Regions from separate parts of the Zea mays genome. Here all the other regions are linked to region 4. A link is a contact called in public Hi-C data. All regions are on one chromosome and are shown on one strand. Each heading gives the region's core, a stretch centred on a gene start, on an enhancer-like site or on the middle of the called end of the contact. The rest is flanking DNA. Distances are from core to core; before and after follow the strand shown.

Region 1 (3,646 bases), core at 786-3,285, 400 kb before region 4:
CAACTCTCATGTGACAGTGTGCTCAAGAACAACAATCTCCTTAGCCATCATATGTTGTCATTCCTAATAAAGAATATCATCATGTTAAGAAGTCAGCTAAAAAAGAACGGTAGCAACAAAACCAGATGGAGAGCATCGATCAGGTGACTGACGAAAACGTTGGCTCCATCTAAGAGATGACTCGTGTAGAGAATTAGCAATGAGAAATGGCTCAACAGGTGAGAGAGGGAGTAGGAGGCGAATCATCAGAAGGAGATGACTCAACAGGAGAGGATATCACCATAGAAGGCTCTATGACCCGTCGAGTGTAGACATGTGCCACATGAGACTTCATAGTGTAGTTAGGAGCTAAAGAGGACTTCGATGAAGACACAAAGGGAGCCACCGTGGAGGTAGGCACTAAATGATAGGTACACATATGAAGGGTGAGACTATTATAAGGGCGACACTAAATGTGAAACAGGTACATAAGGTATAAAAAAGAAATGAGATTAACTAAGAGCATCTCCAATAGCGTGATATATTAAAATGACCTATAATTTAGAAATGAGTAAATTTTATTGAATTTAGGGTATCAACAAAATATTATGCTTCGACAGTAAAGCCTCAAACATATATTATACGGCAGACCACTACGGTGTAGTATATTTGAGACATTTGAGAGAGTGCCCTATATTTTTTGACTGAATTTTATAAAATGAGGTATTGTTGGAGTAGTTTTTGCTGTGCAGAATAATATATTTTAGAAGAAAATATTTCTTTCAACGAAAGTAATTATAATTTTTAAGAAAAACAACAGCTTTCGTAGCTCAGTTGGTTAGAGCACCCGTTTAGTAAGCGGGAGGTCTTGAGTTCAACTCTCAACGAAAGCAATTATAATTTTTATCTTTAAATTTTAAGGAAACCTTTTTATAAATCTCATACCATATAATAACTAGCCCGGGTTAATTTTAATAAGTTATAATCTTTAAGAACAACAGACACTCATAGGAAAATATATGATTTTTTATCCTCTAGAATTTGTTATATCGTAGCAGCTTATCCTATAGACACGTCTAGTGTCATCGGTGTTTTGCACCGGGCAAGGTGTGCAGTCCTAACAGCTCTAACTAAAAACATGATAGATCACAGAAATAACTCATTTGGTAAGCTTGCTTTAAAAAAAACACAACTGCTGAGTATTGACATTGTCTCACATGTATTTAAGGACAAATTCAGATGCATTTTCAAATATGTGCTAGTATTAAGTGTCACATATATCATAACTTATGATACATAAATCAATGTCACATATTTATTAGATAATAGAATTTTCATACAAAAATAGCTAAGTAAAATTTTGAGGTACGAGTTTAAGGTATTGTAGTAGATGTTCTAAGTACGCCGAAGGAGCTTGATGATAAAAAAGACGGGTTTCATAAAAACAATATCCTGGGAGGTTCTCATCCGACGAGCAACTGTACCCCCACCGTGTTGTGTTAAAGTCGTCGAGTCAAGCCAATCCATACCGACTATCGGCTCACCCACGTCACCAGTGTTGTGTTGTAAGCCTACTAAAATTTGCTGTTATTGATTTTTGGACCCTTTCATTTCATCAGGTGCACGCGTCGATGTCGTTGCCAGCACGGTAAGTCCTCCGAGTCATGTAGCCATCAGCAGGAAGCCTTTAGAAAAAAAAAGTAAGGATTCCTTTAGATAAGTAGATTTCGAGTTTTTTTTTCGTTTTCTGTTTTTTATCGTGTGAAATTCGTACACACATTCCAGCGAAATTCCTGCGTTGAAAGAAGTCCGGCCCCATCCGCTGCTTAACTATCGGATCTTGCGAAGGCATCGTCCTCTTCGTCTCCTTCGTCGTCCTATCTTATAATCGCATTTCGAAATCCCCAAACGGAAGCATCGCCACTCTTCCGAACCTGTAGTCGCTTACCCACTGCCAACTCAGCGCCATACTGTTGAATTTTTTTTTTACCTATTTCTATTTATGGTGATGGTGGTGGTGGTGTGCGATCGCAGGAACAATCACCACCGTTATTAAGAAGATGATGCGCTGCGCTGCAACGGGCGGCGGGTGCGTCGCTTCGTGGAGCGGCGATCGGAGATTGCCGGCGGTCAACCCCTGCAGCGTGCGGATGCCGACGGGCAACGATGGGTGGTGCGCCGGCCTGAGGTCGCGGGCGGCGGATCTCGCCGGCCTCGAGATGGCCAACCTGCGCGGCGGCGTCGGGGGGCTCTTCCGCGCGAGCCCGCGCTACGGGCGCTTGCAAGCCACGGCGGCAGGTGCGTCTCGGGCTACGGATAAGATTGATGCATTGTACTTGTGGATCGATTCGGTTGGGGTTGGTGTCACGAACACACGCTTGTGGTACTGGGGCTGGGGGGGGGGGGGGGGGGGGGGGGTTGGTTCCGGGAGAGGGGGTAATGTAACTGCTGACTGCAGTTAGATTCTGTGACAGCTGCCAGGGGATCGTGATATTGGATCTAGAGGTCGATGGATTTGGTAGTCCATGTTTTATGCTCAGCACCGTTGTTGTGTTTGCGTTGGGTATTCATCGAAACGCGGTGCATTTTCACTATCTCGATATGCTGATGTGATCGTCCTGGGTGGTGGTTAGTTGGGGACCTGCCGTGCTTATTATTTGATTCAGGTTTTTGAGGCGTCATAATATGTGTTATGGTCCCTCTGAACCCTGTGGGGGTGATGATCCTGAGCTGAATGCCTCTACTATGAATGCAATTTTTATTTGTAATTTTGAATAGTGCAAATATTTGTTTTTAAGAAAGGCAGGAGCATTGCCACTCACAATTAAATTAAGTCGCTTTTTAGAAACCAGAGAAAGCGGGTACTTGTAGAAGAGGAATCTGCATGATTATGGAGTCCATGTATTTTGTGTGACCCATAACGGAAGGTGATGTGGGTAGATTACTATATCACCTTCAGTGTTGCAGATGTTTTTCATCTGCACACTTTTCTACTGCAAGTTTAAATGACAGATGATGTTCAGTCTCTGCATTCTCTCAACTCATTTGACTATCCTTTTACAGTTGACCCTGAAGATATTCCATTGGAGAAGGTTCAAGTTAAATCCTCAGGACATGTTCTGCCATATGTTGGCGTTGCTTGTTTGGGGGCTATTCTGTTTGGTTACCATCTTGGGTATGTACTTTATTGCTGCTACAAGATGCTTGTTTCTTAAGCACAATTGGATGAAGCATAATTTACTGCATTTTAATTGACAAAAATGAATAATGAGCTGGAAGTATAACAGTTACATCTTTTCTGCACTTCTGTTGTGGACACAAAAACTGTTAGTTAATAGCATGAATCCGTGTTATGGAATGTAGTGTGGTCAATGGCGCACTTGAATATCTCGCGAAGGATCTTGGGATTGCTGAAAATGCTGTCTTGCAGGGTATGGCATACTTTTACATGCTCAACTTAATACTTTTTCTTGGTGTTTGTAAAGGAACATCTGACATTTGGATTGATTGTGCCACGTAATGTTTTTTTTTTTGCCAAGAAATACAATTGTCATGTTTTCTATAGTAGAAGATAGATGTCTATAATCACTCAATGATAACAGTTGCTTCTGTGCTTGCCATATGGTTCACTAGACATGTGTTTGTTACTCAGGGTGGGTGGTTAGCA
Region 2 (3,893 bases), core at 881-3,380, 420 kb after region 4:
GACAAACAGGAAACTGTACCATTAACACAGAACATGTACAAAATCAAAGAACATTTCGATGCAATCTACATGTCTATGCCAGTGTATATATTGCATTGTGGAACAGGTTTCAATAAAAAAGGATTGGTACCCAATTCCTTTCAGGTGAAATAGTTACAGCTTTTTTTATAAATAGCCCATACAAATCCATCGCACCCGTCCATATAAATCAATAATTTATGTGAGACATGGTGTGTACTGTCCTCAAATAAAATAATCTATTCCCTGAAACCAAGAAAAAGTGTGATGCTACAAATGAAGTGTTATGTGAAGACTCTAGGTACTACACAAATGTGTCAGCGGTGCAGAATGCCTAAGAATTCTTAAATTGGCAGACACTACAACGCACTGAAAATTTGTTGAATAATAATGTTGTCACTGGTAGGTGAAATATGTAAGATAGATATAGTAAGAGTTCAGACATATGACAGCCAAAGGAAGCATATCAAGAGATATGCAGCAAAAGCTTAAAACAGTTTTTGTTTCAAAACCAAAGCATAAAAAGAACATGTCTATAAAAGAGCAAACTAAAGGGAACTGGTGTAGTGATGAATATACAATTATCTACCTGAAAAATGTTGAATCAGCCTCGGTTGCGACGGCTTTTGCCAAGTAAGACTTTCCTGTTCCAGGAGGGCCATATAAAAGAAACGCCCTCCAAGGCCTCCGCTTGCCTAAGGGATAGCATTCTTCATTAGTTCATACTGGCAAACAAACCATTCAAAATTGAAAATAAATTTTTACCAGGTCAATAAATTCTAGATTTGAATCAAGTAGCCAGTCATAATCTTTGGTACAAAACTAGCAGAATAATCATATGAATGCAATTGTGCATATATTCTTAAAATAGCATGTTTGATCCTTTTGAATTTTGAATTGAACCATCTTTCAGTTCACACTTTTTAACATGAAAAGGGGTTGTTGTTTTAATCCCAGTTGATATCGATATTCTGTGTAGGTAATTTAACAGTTAGCAATGCTCTTGAAAGGTTTACCAACCGAAAAATAACCTAAGTAGTCAAACATATGGCCTCTAGAAATGGTCTCGCCCAACAACATAAATCATCATGTAAAAATGAAAACAAAAAAATCATAGCGCCGGTTATCAATCAATCAAATATTCGATAATCACTTTCGACAGCAAAAGATGTTTCGTTATTCGCTACCTAACAGTGGATAGTTGTATCAACCCTAGCTCACCCCCCATCCAATTTAACAAATATAATAAAGATCTGCAAAGCCTTTGCGACCCCATAGCAAGGCACCATAACGATTACAATCACGAAACTTTTATCAGGATCAAAGAATAAAAAGAAAAAAAAAAGGATAACCCGTAGCTCACCCGTGAAGAACTGTGGGAACTTGACCGGCAATATGACGGCCTCCTGCAGAGCTTGCTTGGCGCTCTCGAGGCCAGCAACGTCGTTCCACTTGACGTTGGGCTTCTCGGTGATGATGGCAGAGTTGAGCCCCGCCCTGAGCTTGGACTGCTCGGAGTCATCCCCTCCGTTGCCCCCGTCGCCGTCCTTGCCCTTGGTCTTGGGGCGCGTGGCGACGGCTGCGTCACCTCCGTTGGCCCCCGGCCCCGCGCCGCCCTCGTCGAGGACGGCCCGGATCTCCTCGGCGCGGCGGAGGTACTCGGTGAACTTGGCGGTGATGGCCTCCTTGATCTTGGGGTTCTTCTCGTACTTGAGATGGGTCTTGAAGTACTCGAGCGCGTTCATGTAGAGAGGGAACGCCTTGACGTAGTTGCCGGCATTGTCCTCCTGGACCGCCTGCTTGACGTACTCGATCGCCTGCTCCTTGAAGTTGCTATACATCGGGGTAGGCCCAGAGGCGCCGCCTCTGCGGCGGATAGGAGGGGGGATCGGCCGGATTGGGCACCGCAGCGGCTGATTCGGGACGGGAGGGGAGCGGAGGCGGCGGGCGGTTGATTTGTGCTGGGGTTTGACGCGGTGAGGAGAAGACGGGGTGCGCAGGAGGAAAGGGGAACGAAGACGAGACGAGACGAGGGAGAGGAAAGGAAAAGATGGGAAGGGAGAAGCGTGTTTTGGCTGCGGAGAAAAAAGAATAGGTGGCATTCATTTGCCTATCTTTACTGTATGATGGTGATGCTATAGGCTTAACGTATAATTTTGTTTCATTAAACCGTATAAAGAATATTAGAGATGTATCTTAGAATTGCCAGGCAATCTCAAACCAACTCGTGGTTTTTCATGATCCAGGCCCATTTAGCAAGGATTTAGTTGCTTAACGTTTACATAGACGAACTAGTCAGACTCTTTGCGGTAGAAATGTCTTTTTTATTGCTAGATCTAACTATAAGTGGGTTTAGTAGATAATTTCTCAAACTACTTTTCTCTAGGTACATCGGAATCTCCAAACAACCCAAAACTACGTCTTACAGAGAAACTTAAGAATCACGTTCTTCAAAGACTAGGATTTTGAATGAACAAGAAATATTTCTCAGATTTACTTGAGAATTAGAAACCGTAAACCTATAATTCCCCTAAGAATCAGAATAGATTTGTCGGGGACCATAATTAGGGGTACCCTCAAGACGCCTAATTCTCAGCTGGTAACCCCCATCAGCATAAAGCTGCAAAGGCCTGATGGGCATGATTAAGTCAGGGATCAGTCCACACGAGTGACTCGATCACGCTTCACCCGAGCCTAGCCTCGGCCGAAGGCAGCCGACCTCGAGAGACTTCCGTCTCGCCCGAGGCCCCCTTTTTATGGCGGACACATCACCGGCTCGCCCAAGGCCTTGGCTTCGCTCAGAAGCAACCTTGACTAAATCACCACACCGACTGACCAAATTGCAGGGGCATTTAACGCACAGGAGGCCTGACACCTCTATCCTGACACGCGCCTCCAGCAGAGCCGAGGTGACCGCCGTCACTCCACCGCTCCACTGGCCAGTCTGACAGAAGGACAGCGCCGCCTGCGCCACTCCGACTGCAGCGCCACTCGACAGAGTAAGTCTGACAGGCAGTCAGGCCTCGACAAAGGCGCCACGGCAAACTCCGCTCCGCCCGACCCCAGGGCTCGGACTCGGGCTAAGACCCGGAAGACGGCGAACTCCGCTCCGCCCGACCCCAGGGCTCGGACTCGGGCTAAGACCCGGAAGACGGCGAACTCCGCTCCGCCCGACCCCAGGGCTCGGACTCGGGCTAAGACCCGGAAGACGGCGAACTCCGCTCCGCCCGACCCCAGGGCTCGGACTCGGGCTAAGACCCGGAAGACGACGAAACTCCGCCTCGCCCGACCCCAGGGCTCGGACTCCGCCCTGGCCTCGGCCGAACGACTTCCGCCTCGACCGACCCCTTGGCTCGGGCTCGGCCACGGCAACAGAAGGCAGACTCAACCTCGGCTTCGGAGGAAACCCCACGTCGCCCTGCCTAGGGCACAGACCGCCACGTCAACAGGAGGCGCCATCATCATCCCACCCCGAATCGACTCGGGTCACGGAGAACAAGACCGGCGTCTCATCCGGCCAGCTCCGCCAGAGAGGCAATGATGGCGCTCCACAAGCTCTATGACGACGGCGGCCCCTAGCTCTCTTACGGAAGCAGGACAACGTCAGCAGGGACTCGACCGCTCCAACAGCTGTCCCTCCATCAGGCTCCGCCGCACCTCCAACAGCCACGACATCACGCCAGCAGGGTGCCCAGATCTCTCCGGCTGCCACATTGGCATGTACCTAGGGCGCTAGCTCTCCCTCCGCTAGACACGTAGCACTCTGCTACATCCCATTGTACACCTGGATCCTCTCCTTACGACTATAAAAGGAAGGACCAGGGCCTTCTCAGAGGAGGTTGGCCGCGCGGGACCGAGGACGGGACAGGCGCTCT
Region 3 (3,736 bases), core at 850-3,349, 290 kb before region 4:
TTGCGAGGGTGCTGGCGTCATCAGTCCGCTTGGGGCTGACACGTCGCGGGGAGGTGACACCTGCCGTCGCCTCAGGTGCGAGGACAATGTCCGACATGTCCCCTGGGGGAGTGCCGACGTCGTCGACTCGCTCTGGGGCGACAGCCGACAAGGTGCCGCCTCCTGCGTGGCCATGGTTGCCTCGTCTCCGCCTCCTCCGACGAGGAGGGTGGCGGGGACGACCGGAGTGCTCCTCTTCTGCCACGGGGAGATGTTGTCGTAGAGCTTGCCGCCGCCGGGCGAGTCGGAGACCGTTGTTGTCGTCACGCCGCAGGGGGAGGAGTACCATGTCGTAGCTGCCGTCGAGGGACATGAACTCAAGACTCCCGAAGCGGAGCACCGTCCCGGGCTGGAGAGGTTGCTGAAGACTCCCTATCTGGATCTCAACGGGAAGGTGTTCGTTAACACGCAGCAGCCCCCTACCTGGCGCGCCAACTGTCGGCGTCTCGGACCCGGGGGTCCCTTGGACCGACTAGTGAAATCGTTGCGTGTCCCTGCCCAGATGGGTTGGCGCGGGATGGAACACAAGAGGTGGGACAAGCCTTGTATTATCCTGCACCAGGGGTGCCGCTCGCAGTAGGGGTTACAAGCGCGCCGCGTGAGAGAGGGAGAGACACAGAGTTCGTCCGCCGCTTCCCTCGCGCGAACCCCCCTCAGGGTGGCCCTGGACCTCCCTTTTATAGAGGCAAGGAGAGAGTCCAGTCGTACAGCGGGGGGCGTAGCTATGCGCTAACGTGTCCGGCAGTGGAGTGCCTAAGCCCTGTGTACATGCCAACGTGGCCGTTGGGAGAGAGCTTGGGCCCTGTACATGTGATGGCATGACCGTCGGAGGAGCGCCTGAGTCCTATAGGAGCATAGCTGGCAGCGTGGCGAGGATCCTGCTGACGTCTCCTTGCTGTCGTAAGGGGCTGAGGGCCACCGGCGTCATGGTGCACGCGGGGTGCCATCATTACCCGTCGCCGGGGTAAGCCAGATGGGACGCCGGTCTTGTTCCTTGTAGCCTGAGCAGGCTAGGAATAGGGAAATGATGTATCCCCTGTTAGCGCTGTCGGTCCAAGCCTAGGGTCGGTCGAGGCGGAGACTTCTCTTGAGGCCGAGGCCGGGGTCGGGCGAGGACGCGATTCCTCCCGAGTCCGGGGGTCAGGCGAGGCGGAGACCTCCTCCCGAGGCCGGAGCTTGAGGTCGAGCGAGGCGGAGACCTCCTCCCGAGGCCGGAGCATGAGGTCGGGCGAGGCGGAGCTTCCTGTTGCGCCCGAGGCTGAACTCGGTGGTTGATCGTGACTTGTTGTCAGTCGTCGCCGGGGTGGCTGACACGACAGTCGGAGCGGAGCGAGCGGCGCTGTTTTCCTGTCATGTCACACAGTAAAGAAGAGGGGCGAAGTGACTGCGGTCACTTCGGCCTGCCTGACTGAGGCGCGTGTGTCAGGATACGGCGTCAGGCATCCCCTGCATTTAATGCGCCTGCGAAGCGGTCGGTTGGTGAGGCGGTCTGGCCAAGGTTGTTTCATTATGAAGCCTACCCGAGCCGGGCCTCGGGAGAGCCGAGGGGGCGCCCGCTGTCTGAGGAGGCCCTCGGACGAGGCGTGAATTCGTCTGGGACTACTGTTCCAACCCGAAGCTGTGCTCGGGTGAGATCGCGTCCCTCGGTTAGACGAAGTCTTGACCTGAACCGCACCCGTCAGTTGGTCTGAGGGTGTTTACCAGCCATGATTAGGAGCGTTGGGGTACCCTTAATTATGGTACCCGATAAATAGACTATAGTACTAGTATGTAATCGGAATATCTTTTGACATTAATCTGTTCCGACATTAGCTTGTGATAAATTATGTCACCATCAAAAAAGACCCAAACTCTCTATCTAATTTTGCTAGTTCAAAATTCCGTATCAATGATTTTCTAAACACATACCTCAAACGGTTTGGTGAAATTCCAGTTTTTTTTAAGAAGAAAGAATCGACTGCCTCCCTCTCCACCTGCGGGCTGCGGCGGTGCGAGCCGCGGCACAGGCGCACAGCGGTGCCTGCCCTGCCCACACGGCCACACCACCACAGATCCATTTTAAAACCCCAGGCGTCTCTCACGCTTCCGCCGCTTTACAACTCCCCACCCCAGCCGATCCCAACGCACACTGCACCCAGTGCGGCGGCCGCCGGCAATGGCGGTGCACGGCGGCGACTACCTGCGGCGGTTCGTTGCTGAGACGGAGTGGTACAACGAGGTCGTCCTCAGCGCCGTGGCGCCAGGCGACTGGTGGCGCGGCCTGCCGCACCCGGTGCAGTCGTGGATGCGCAACTGCGTCGGCGGTTACCTCCTCTACTTCATCTCTGGTTTCCTCTGGTGTTTCGTCATCTACTACTGGAAGCGCCACGCCTACATCCCCAAAGGTCTCGCCTCTTCCTCCCATTCTTCCCGATGCTTCTGCTGCTTAACTGCCGATTTGTCCTTATTAGGGTCTGGGTGCCATCAACGAGAGGGATTTAGGCTTGATTCGAGATGTTTTGGGGATATGCCGGCAAAGGATTGGCTAGTTGTTTGCGCGGAAAGGGAAGGCTTCCGCCTCTCGACCTCTAATGCCCGCTTCTGTCGGGAAACTTTTGGCTTGTCATCTCGGAGGCGTTTTGTGGCGTGTTCTATGATCCTCCGCGTGTTGTTACTCTCGATCTTTTCCTCTTAGAAATCCAAGGCTGTTAAGAAGTGACTGTGGAAGATTTGCTGGTGAATTATGACCCCACTTTGTAGGGAACGTAGGCTGTGCTCACGCAGCCTCCGTGCTCGTATGAGTACGGGCAATTCAACGATGCCGGTAATTATTTACTTACCTCATGTACCATCAGAGCAAAGGTGGGACCATCATAGCTAAGGTGGGAGTATCATTAGAGCCGGTGGGAGGGAGTAAGCGAAAAATTGCCGGTTTCATTGGATTGCTGACGGATACACTACATTTGAAGTGCTCCTGTGAACACATGCTTCGTGAGCACATAATACATTTCTCACTTTGTGTGCCAGACTGGCGTTTTTTTTGCTTGTTTTTTTTTTGTTGGGGCTAATGGTGATGGACCCGGGGTACAGTTATTGGATCTCCCCTTCATTCAGTAGTCGTAACCATCATCTGGATGGATCTTGAAGTCAGAGTTTGATAGCTAAATCACTTTCCCTTTCTTGGCTAAGCCACTGCAAATGCATGTTTTGTGCTTGTTAACAACCCACCTGTTGCTCCATGGAGAATTGCGGTTGGCTATCGGCCTATGGCCTGCGTCTGTATGCAGCTTATTAGTGTTATATGGCAGAACTTGTACTGGTTGGCTGGGGCTAACTGCAGCTAAACAAATTTAATTTAACAAAAAAGGCTTTGAAGCCTTGGTGCGGACTGAGGGTGAATTTCAGTACGCCACTGGTTTTACCATCCTTCGTGTTCTTTGCAAAACCGCTCATCATGGTAGATACGCTGACAGATAAAACATAGCTGTCTCTTGACTCGTTTATTTGGATCAATAGACAAAGTCCTGTGCGATTGTTCCAACGCTCTTGTCAGGTTCTCTGTATTAATTAAATAGTTGTTTTGGTTGGTTTCTCTGCTCAATCACATGCTGCACTATGGAAGTTTCTGCCAAGCACTATTATTAAAATTAGTTTATGTGTTAGTGTTTGTACCATGTACGCTTCTCAAGTGCACTGCCTTGAGCACTTTTAAGCTGCA
Region 4 (4,183 bases), core at 187-2,686:
AGAAGTTGTATTGATTCGATTGTTGATTACAAATCGGCCGTAGACCTCTCTTTATATAGAGGAGGGGGGCTGGACCCTTTACACGACTGGATTCCGGGTTAATTCCGCAAATCTAGCTAACAAACATAGCACAAAACTCGGAACCCTAAACTGCTCTGCGCATGCGCGGACCGTCCGGCCCACAGGCGCGGACTGTCCGGACCGCGGACCGTCCGGCCTCAGGGCCGGACCGTCCGGCCGCTCAATATGGCGCTCAACAAACTGCAAGTGAAAAATGTCGATTTCCACTAGACCTTAGCACTGACGACATTAAAAACGTCAGTACAAATAGCTCTAAAACCGCTACTATAGAGCTTCTCTATACTAGTGTTCTCATCACTTGTTTACAGATCAGTTGGCGTTCATCAACTTAGGTCTGTGAATCTGGTGTATTCTGAACACCTGTTTAAAGATCAGTTGGCAGAAATTTAAATGAGTAGTTCAAGCTAAAAGAAGCAAATATTTTCAGCAGAGGTAATTGAGGATGCTCGTGTGATGTATTGTATTGTATTCCACACACACACAAAAACTTGGTCCACCCGACCCGACCAAGTCCAGTAAATAATGCACACAAAGGCTGCGATGCTAACGTTGACCAACTACAGAACCATATTTCCTGGAGCCAAGAATGTATAACTAAAACGCAAAAGTCATCTTTAGATATCAGTAAAATTTTACAACTATAGTAAGGTTCTGATGCGGGATTCTGAGCCGCAAGGGAAGCCTGCTTTCGCAGGCATCATGCTCTGGATCTCCTCGTGCACTCCCAGCAGAACATCCCGCGACTGCTGCCACGCCACGACTGTGCTTCAATTCTGGCGTTGAGGAGGAGCCTCCTCCTGCCGAGACTGCTGGAGACGACCACCTCCTCCTGGCGGCCGTGGGCCTGCCAGCGCCGCAGTCCGTCGCATAGAGCTGGACCGGGCGGCGCAGCAGGACGTCAGCGTCGGCGAGGGCAGGGGCGGTGCGTTGCGTTGCAGGAGCGTTGTCGTCAGCGGGAGAGAGGCAGTGGAGGGGGCTGGGGCGGCGAATGGCGCAAGAGGTCCAAGTCCCAGACTTGTGCACTGGGTGATGTAGCAGCGTGCGCGCCCGAGGCGGCGGCGGCCGGCCCAGCGCGGGTCTTGCCTGCGCTCGCTCCGGCGTCGTTCTCGCCAGAGTGGTCGGGGCGGCGGCGGCCAGGCATCCCGCGGCGCACTCGCACCACCGAGCTCTGCCTTGCCGGATGGTGGCTGGTGCTGCGGCCAGGTTCCGCGCCCTCGAGGTGGCAGCGGCGGCGTTGCCGCGTTGGCGGCCTAGACCCGGGTGATTTGGAGCGGAATCTGCGGACGAAATCTCGGCAGTTGTTCCCTCTTTCGCGTGCGTGTGGGAGCGCCCGACGGAATTTCTCCCACGGAATTCTGTCGTAGGTGGGTTTGGTTGGAGGTGGCATTCATGGATGCGCCTGGAAAAAAGGCCCAAAAGTTTACATTGGGCTTTTTCTAGATTTTGCGCGACAACCTGGCCCGGTGGTGTTTATCTACCAAAGTAGCCCGTGGAACTGTAGATATGGGGCACGGCGTCCCTCCGGCCCGCGCCCCGTGGTCATTTCGGCGTTAACGCCGCCGCAGCGCCGAGTCCTACGGCTCCCCGCCCCGCAAGGCCGCAACCGCAGTCCGCAGACGGCCTAGGTCGAGAGGAGGGCGATTCCATTCGACCACATCCTAGGAGGCCAGGAGAGACCGGCGGCAACCTGCCTGCGCGCTAGTCTGACAGCGCGCGAGGCGGCGATAACCCGCCGCGGCGGTGGCGTCGCACGAGCTGCCGCCTCGTTCTGGCGGGACGGCTGGTTGTCTCCTGTTCAGCCAGGTTCGCAAATGCAATTTTATTTCGAGATATATTTGCGATTATCACAACCGCAACACTGGTTCGCTGGAACAACATCCAAAGGTATGGAGTTTGGTTTCGCGCGTCCCTTTAACAGCCTTGCTGTTCTTCACAGCAAACGGCGTGCCTCGCCGCAGAGAGCTTACGTGCTCCTCTCCCCCACGCCGCCGTCGGCGTGTTGTACCGCCCCTCCATCTCCCCCGCCGCCGCCGCCGCCGTACAGAGCTTCGAGCACCTCGGCCACACCACTCCCTCCCACCGCCGCCGCAGATATCTCCTGCCCGCGGTGCCGGGATGGAGAACGACATCACCGCCGCCGAGATCTTCGGCGTGGTCGGGATGGAGAACGACATCGCCGCCGCCGAGTTCTCCGGCATGGTCGGGATGGAGGACACTGCTGCTACGCCGGTGTGCCACGGCTCGGCTTGTCCGGTTGTCTGCCACAGCGAAGAACCTGGAGGATCAAAGGTTATAATTCCTTTGACTAATACAACAGCATTAGAAATTCTGTGTTGGTAATTCTTTGTTTAAGAAAGAAAAAAATATCGTTGCAGGATTCGCAAGATAAGCAACTAACTAGTGAACCATCAAAAGAAATTGTTTGGGGTGCTTTACAATTTGAGGACAGGTGGAAGGAGGAAGGGATGCAATTAATTGCCTGTGAAGATTCTATATATGCTCAACTTGGTTTGGTAGAAGAGGATGAGAGGGAGATGAGAGAAAAGGACCAAGCTTGTTATGCAGGGGTTGGAACTAGGATTTCTAATGAGCTTGATGATGATGGCGCCACCATGCCATGTGAGGATTCTTTACCACAAGAGAGGAGGATATTATATGACCAAGATAATCCTGTTATGGAGCCTGGCAGCTTATACCCATCAATGAAGGAATTTAGGATTGCAATGAGACAATATGCCATAAACAATAAATTTGAGTTAGGTATTGAGGCTACTAGCACGACAAGATATAGAGGCTATTGTCGTGGTTTGGATTGTCGTTGGAGTATATATGCACGAACGGAGATGAAAGGATCGCCAACCATAATCGTATATTCTTTTGATATTTTTTTTGTTCCATTTTCCATCATGTGGTGGTAGAAAATATTACTTACCGAAGACAATTAATCTGTTGCAGGTGGTAGTGGTGAACGATGTCCACACTTGTACTTCTAGTGGTAGGAAGAAGACTACCACTCCTTCTAGTGCTTGGGTGGCTGCAAAAGCTCTTTCTATCCTTATGAAGAAACCCCAAATGGGTGCTAAGGAGTTGCAGACTATTTTGCAGGACAGATTCACATGTGCTATTTCATATGACACTATTTGGAAGGGGAAGGAGAAAGCATTGAGAGAGTTGTTCGAGAGTTGGGAGGAGAGCTTTCAACTCTTGTTTTCCTGGAAGGAAGCAGTCTTGCAGAAGTCACCTGACAGTGTAATAGAGATTGACCTCCGAGTTGAAGATGACAAACTTTTTTTCAGCAAGTTCTTCTGTGCATTTGGTCCATGCATTTCTGGGTTTAAAGAAGGCTGTAGACCGTATCTTAGTGTCGACTCTACTGCTTTAAATGGTATATGGGACGGTCACTTAGCTTCTGCTACAAGTGTAGATGGACTGAATTGGATGTACCCAGTGGCATTTGGTTTTTTTAGTTCTGAAACTGAAGAGAACTGGACTTGGTTTATGACTAAATTGCACCAAGCAGTAGGAGATCTTCCAGTTCTTGCTATCTGTTCTGATGCTTGCAAAGGTTTGACAAATGCTGTGAAGTCAGTTTTTCCTAATGCTGAAAAAAGAGTGTGTTTCAGGCATCTAATGAACAACTATGTGAAGAGTTATACAGGCTCAGAATACATGTATCCAGCAGCTAGGGCATACAGGAGGGATGTGTTTGAGCATCACATTGGTAATGTGAGCTGTGATCCTGTTATAGCCAGTTGGCTAGATCAATATCATGATTTATTATGGTACCGAAGTGGTTTCAACACAGCTATTAAGTGTGACTATATCACAAACAATATCGCTGAGTTGTTCAATAATTGGATTAAGGATTATAAAGGTCTTCCAGTGTGTGATCTTGCCGATAAGATCAGGGAAATGATAATGCATTTGTTTCACAAGAGGAGGCGGATAAGTCAGAGGTTCCATGGGAACATTTTACCGTCAATCATACATGTCTTGACGACGAGGACTAGAGGAATAGGTCACTTGGAGTTTATAAAGGGTGATGACTATGCTGCTGAGATCTATGACAATAGTAACTACTGTGCTCCACATGTGGTCAAAG

Evidence for each region. A called contact is a pair of places that touch in the nucleus more often than the background predicts.
Region 1: a contact with region 4 is called in a Hi-C map of tassel, with 2.1 times the contacts expected there. The contact joins the promoter of LOC541809 here to the promoter of LOC103634807 in region 4. A contact is called at or near these places in 3 of 25 Hi-C or Micro-C datasets (ear, leaf and tassel).
Region 2: a contact with region 4 is called in a Hi-C map of ear, with 1.7 times the contacts expected there. The contact joins the promoter of LOC103634814 here to the promoter of LOC103634807 in region 4. A contact is called at or near these places in 2 of 25 Hi-C or Micro-C datasets (ear and tassel).
Region 3: a Hi-C map of leaf shows a contact between it and region 4, with 5 times the contacts expected there. The contact joins the promoter of LOC100282855 here to the promoter of LOC103634807 in region 4. A contact is called at or near these places in 4 of 25 Hi-C or Micro-C datasets (ear, leaf, leaf mesophyll and 1 more) and 1 of 3 datasets of contacts at active chromatin or transcription factors (leaf).

What each region holds. Positions count from the first base shown.
Region 1 is chr8:13,193,587-13,197,232 of Zm-B73-REFERENCE-NAM-5.0, forward strand. It overlaps LOC541809 (glucose translocator 1), which reads left to right and starts at 2,036. Exons shown (of 13, transcript NM_001319776.1): 1 at 2,036-2,277; 2 at 3,043-3,154; 3 at 3,343-3,410; 4 at 3,632-3,646. The coding sequence starts at 2,040. TRNAT-AGU (transfer RNA threonine (anticodon AGU)) reads left to right here and starts at 799; the gene lies at 799-872.
Region 2 is chr8:14,006,422-14,010,314 of Zm-B73-REFERENCE-NAM-5.0, forward strand. It overlaps LOC103634814 (protein SUPPRESSOR OF K(+) TRANSPORT GROWTH DEFECT 1), which reads right to left and starts at 2,131. Exons shown (of 8, transcript XM_008657403.3): 1 at 1,382-2,131; 2 at 608-713. The coding sequence starts at 2,120.
Region 3 is chr8:13,298,705-13,302,440 of Zm-B73-REFERENCE-NAM-5.0, forward strand. It overlaps LOC100282855 (delta-7-sterol-C5), which reads left to right and starts at 2,100. Exons shown (of 3, transcript NM_001155761.2): 1 at 2,100-2,423. The coding sequence starts at 2,195.
Region 4 is chr8:13,591,482-13,595,664 of Zm-B73-REFERENCE-NAM-5.0, forward strand. It overlaps LOC103634807, which reads left to right and starts at 1,437. Exons shown (of 4, transcript XM_008657397.3): 1 at 1,437-1,884; 2 at 2,018-2,370; 3 at 3,037-4,183. The coding sequence starts at 2,197.